Linked DNA regions of Arabidopsis thaliana: region 1 is linked to region 2. The links are chromatin contacts, called in public capture Hi-C maps. All regions are on one chromosome and are shown on one strand. Each heading gives the region's core, a stretch centred on a gene start, on an enhancer-like site or on the middle of the called end of the contact. The rest is flanking DNA. Distances are from core to core; before and after follow the strand shown. Region 1 holds the start of AT5G50290 (wall-associated receptor kinase galacturonan-binding protein). Region 2 holds the start of AT5G50175.

Region 1 (2,700 bases), core at 99-2,598, 34 kb before region 2:
AAAACTGACCTGAATCACAGTTTGTAGTGGAATTATGGTTGTCACACATGCAAACATGTCTAAGCCCTCCACCATCAGCAGGTTCATAGCCACAAGTCCCAGAAGTTGCAACACACGCACGACAAAACGCATCACTTCCTTGGAGTTCATACTTAACACGTATCCCATAAGCCCAATCAGAGGGTCCTCTAAGTTTCAAGGGTGCTAGATTATACGCACTACTGTATCCTTCACACTCCAACTTACTTAGATTAATCGCTTTTACGGATTCGAACCCGACCCCACAACACATGGGTGGACCTGACCCGGAATGTATACCCGGTTGTCTGTATCCGACCATGTCCCAAGCTGGACATGACATGTATTCTTCGCAGCTCATTCCAGAGATGTTGCGGCACGGCACTTTCTTTTCCGGGAAGCCTATTAACCAAATGTAACCGGATTATTAACCGAATTTAACCGGAACAGAAATCCAAATGTGTTTAAAAACGGCTTGGTTTTAGTTTCTTAACAACCTAATGACCAAAATGAATTTTGCTATTATTAAAACTACAAAAAAAAAACAGATTTTTTGAAAAAGAAAAAGTAAATTTTAATTATCTGTGAATCATAATATATGTAATCATAAATTCATAATAATTCATGTACTAATAATTTACTAATATCTGAAATTATTCAAAACAAAAGCGAATCAAACCAAAATTTCATCAAATCAAACAGATTAGATTTTTTTTTTTACTTCTAGTTTTCTATGAACCAAACCCAAAAAAAAAAAAAATAGAACTCAAATTGTAAACCGGATTTGAAAAATGCAAACTAAAATTTGAAAAGTTGTGTGGCCTACAGAATGTAAATAAATCAAAATTTAATCTTTAAGTTGATTTTTTTTTGAAATATTGTTGTAGTAACTTACTAACCTTGAAATATAGGAGATTTAGGAGAACATCCGATCAACATAAAGACATTATCTGAGGTAGGATTGAAATATGGAGTTCTCCAATCCTCAGCTTCAAAGCCATTGCCTTTGCCACCGAGCACGATGGTTTCGCAGTTCGACATGTGAGGATCATGCAGTGTTATGGACTGATATGCGTAATCGATGTCCAAAACTCTATAAGAACCTGAACTTATGTGAAACATCAACACATCGTTCATACAAAACAATAGATCTCTATACCCTGGATGCCCACATCCGTTTCGGATCCCAAACGGATAATCAACGGTTATGTTTCCACAGTATGATCGACATGCGTCCACAACGCAAATCTCAAAGAGTGTCACAAAGGATAGAATCAAGATCAAGATTTTCATTTTCTTTATTTGGGTTGTTTACAAGAGAGTGATGTGTGTGATCTTTGATGCAGAGAGCTAAGAGTTATATCTAAAGATTGCTTGCTACTTAAGAGATACTTCGCTTGTCGGAATAATAAAGCTAAACTTTTGCACTTTTTACTACACATGACCAAGGTATGTCCTAGGAACATAAAAAATTAGAATGCTAATAAATAAGGCTATAAGTACAAAGAACAGAGGAACATATATTGAATACAACTAGATTCGTATAGCTTGAGAATCCTCACTATGTACCACTAAAGCATTTATATAGCTTTTAGGCTACCTTCAAGATCGGTGACGACCAGGAGAAGTAGTTCGATTCGTCTTGTACTTCCAAAACTCATCTTTCTTCCCCTTCGTCTTAGCTTTAACCCGACCGAATTTGCTATTAATTATACCAAGTATGGCAGTCTTATCCTTTCTGTTCTTTGTCTTTGCCTTGTCTTCCAGAATCGCCCTAAGTTTCTCATAGGACCTTGGGTCTGGTACTTGCCCGCTTTTAACCATCATCTTGTGGTAAAAGAATGCCCTTTTGAAGTCTCGAACACGAACAAACGCGTAGATCATTGTTGAATATGTGATGGAATCAGGTTTTAAGTTAAGAGCAGCCATTTCCTTCAACAGTTGCGGCAGTTTTGCATCTTGTCCTCCCCGTGCGTATGCATTCATCAGCATATTGTAAGTCATGACACTCGGCTGCAAACCCATTTTACTAAACTCAGATACAACATCCCTTGCTTCAATGTAGAGTCCTTGCTTGGCAAACCCATCGAGAAGAGTGTTATATGTTATCCGTGTCCCTTTGATTTTTTCTCTCAGCATTAGTTTCCAAATTTCCATCAGCTTTCCAGTGTCGCCTGATCGTCTGAATGCATCAAGAACTGATGTGTATGTTTCAACCGACGGTTTAATCCCCTCCTTACACATCTCTTCAAAGGAAGCATAAGCTTTTTCGTGCCACCCGCTAACCGAGTAAGCATGAATAAGAGCTGTGTAAGAATGTGAAGAAGGTTTCAAACCTACTTTCTTCATCCGCAGGAAAGCATCAGCAGCCATATCACTCATCTTCTTCGTCCTCCCATACGCACTAATCAAACACGTGTACGATTTCACATTTGGCTCTAAACCTAAATCCTCCATCTCCCGCAGAAGTGTCTCAACGATATCAGGCTGCATCCTTCTAGCATAAGCATCCATAAGAATGTTATAAGTTGCAGCCGAAGGCTTCAAGCCTTTATCTCTCATTTCAGTAAAAAGACCTTCCACTTCTTCTATGTGGTTGGATTTGTTGTAAGCATCCATCAACGTATTATACACAATCGTGTTTGAACGGATACCTTTCTTCTCCATCTCTGTTTGAATCAC
Region 2 (2,700 bases), core at 10-2,509:
AACAACCTTTTTAAAATTTATAATTGAGGATCTTTTGTAAGTATATTTTAGACATGTAATTGGTTTTACTTAAGGTTTTCTTCCTTATTTTATTTTAGAAAGCTAAACTAATTTTGTAGTATAGTAGAGAAGAAAACTGTAAACTTTCTGATCCCATTTATTTATAGTGAAATATGCAGTGGCAGGAAATTAAGATCATTTTTGGTTTTATTTCCTTAACCATTTTTAATATCAAAATTGCGATCAGAATCCCCGATTATGATATGAAATAACTCAATAAATATTTTTCGTATTAGAAAGATTAAAACATTTTTTTAACATCTAAAGATTAATTCTATAGAAAATTGTAACTATAGAAGTATTGAATAAACATTTAAAGCACACATACATTATGTATATATTAAAATTAAAATTCGAATAAATAAATACACAAAAGGGGAAAAATCATTCACAAAAATACATATATTTTTGTTATATACAAAAGTGATATGTAAATACTCTCTAACAACAAACAATCTTCATGAGACTAACCACGAGGATTTGCTTCTCTAATCAGAACCCTGAACAAGCTCATCGCCACGTCCGCCGTGATCGTCTTCCCCCTCCGCGCTAAAACACGGCGACGTGTACCCGAAAAGGCCAGTAAGACGAGGACCGTTATCCACGCAACCATGGTGGCTCGTGCTGCTGCCACCAGTAAAACAAGCGACAAGGCTGCAGCGAGGAAGAAGCCGATGAACAGAAGGAGTTGATAGAGCGGATTCGTGACAGATTTAGCGGTGGAGATTGTGTAGAATGAAGAAACAAAGAAGATGAGACATGAGAGAGTAATGGTGGTTGTTGCTCTACTTTTGCAAAGATCCATAGCTTTGTGAATGTGAAGTCAAAAGTGGTTGTTTAAATTTTTTAAGTTAACAACAATGCTTATAAATGGAAATTAATAGGCTTAGGAAATTAGTTTAGTTGAGTGGTGTTTCATTGGAATGCATGTGAAGGCACATGGGGGGAGGTTGAGTTTTATGGGTTGTGTTATGAAATGATTCATGAGAGTGGTTTGAAGTAGGAGACACTTAAAGGCATTGGGTGTCTATTTTGGATTAAAGAAATGAAAAAGATGGATGAAGACAATGAACAGACAGATGCATGGGAATTGTGGGATTCCTCATCTCGGGGCAAAAACTGAGGAGCAGTGTATGTTATGTTCGGTTGCTGAGTCAGTTTTTGGGATGTGTTACTGAGGTACCAACTCGAGGTTTAAAGATTGGCTATTAGATTGATGTAATATTATATATATATATATATATATATATATATATATATATATATATATATGTTAAAACGGAGCTAGCCTTGCAAAACTCAATTTGATGACAAACTCAATTATAGAGAAAAAAACTCAATTTGATGAGAGAAATAGTTTTCTATTTGTTTTGGATAATCAAGATATCCCGAACCGAAGCTACCCTAATTTTCAAGAGATGTGAAAAATTCATGAATCTCTCATCTTTGGGGTTAGAACTGTCAATTGGACAGGCGGCCCATGGGGTTGCCCAGTCCAAATGCATATGGACGGGCTATATTCCGGACCATAAAACAAATGGTCTAATTGGGCATATGACCAGTTTTGTCCGCGGATAATATGGGCTTGACCATATGGACAATGGGCTGCCCATGGGCATGAATTGAGGGAAAAATACAATTCTCCGATTTTACGATTTTGACGGAAAAACGTAATTCCGCAAATTTCCTCTAAAACGCGATTTTATTATATTGGCGAGAACACAATTTTACAGTTTCGACGGGAAAACGCAATTCTCCGAATTTACGGTTTTGGCGGGAAAACGTAATTTTTCTGCCAAAATCGTGATTTTATTATATTGGCGAAAAACACAATTTTACAGTTTTGGTGAGAAAACACAATTCTTCGTTTTGGCGGGAAAAAACAATTTTACGATTCTACCGTTTTGGCGGGAAAAAACAATTTCATAATTTTTCCGCCAAAATCGTGATTTTATTGTATTGGTAAGAAAAACACAATTTTACCGTTTTGTCGGAAAAATGCAAAATGCAAAAACACAATTCTTTAAAATCATGATTTTTGATTTATCAATAATAAAATGGGCTATACATGGGCTTGCCCATATGGACATGGTCTTTATTGGGCATGGACATTTTTCGGACCATTGTCCATTATGGACCGTCCAACTTGGCCCATAAAAAAAACTGTCCATACGGACACGCCCAATGGTCCCTGGACGGACCATTTGACAGCTATATTTGGGGTAGACAAATGAGAATCTGTGACATGGCTTTGCAAATACGGTAGGGACTAGGGAATGAAATTGAAAATCTTATAAATATAGACATGGCTTAAAATTTAAGTGTATAAGAGAGAGAGGCAAATGTGATAGCTGATATGCTTGCTAAGAATGCTAGAATTAATATAGAAAAGTATGTTGTAAAATGGACGTTGTAACGTTTTATTATAAATGAATTTTGGTGATAAAAATAAAATAATACTATTTATAATTAAATATTGTTATTCTAATGCTAAATCTCCCTATATTATTTCAAATATTAAAATTCTATTCTATTTAATTTATATAATTATTTTTCTCATTTTTCGAAAACAAAATTAATTGTTAGAATTAATAACATGTTGTTATCAATGCATTATATCAGTACAATAATAGAATGATA

Evidence for each region. Capture Hi-C pulls out chosen DNA fragments and counts their contacts.
Region 1: a contact with region 2 is called in a capture Hi-C map of root, with 2.0 times the contacts expected there. The contact joins the promoter of AT5G50290 here to the promoter of AT5G50175 in region 2. A contact is called at or near these places in 1 of 2 datasets of contacts at active chromatin or transcription factors (shoot) and 1 of 3 other capture datasets (root).

The regions. Positions count from the first base shown.
Region 1 is chr5:20,460,425-20,463,124 of TAIR10.1, reverse strand. AT5G50290 (wall-associated receptor kinase galacturonan-binding protein) reads right to left here and starts at 1,348. Exons shown (of 4, transcript NM_124408.4): 1 at 918-1,348; 2 at 10-420. The coding sequence starts at 1,311. EMB1006 (Pentatricopeptide repeat (PPR) superfamily protein) reads right to left here. Exons shown (of 2, transcript NM_124407.2): 2 at 1,415-2,700. The coding sequence ends at 1,621.
Region 2 is chr5:20,426,308-20,429,007 of TAIR10.1, reverse strand. AT5G50175 reads right to left here and starts at 1,259. Exons shown (of 1, transcript NM_001036969.3): 1 at 289-1,259. The coding sequence starts at 865. The coding sequence ends at 527.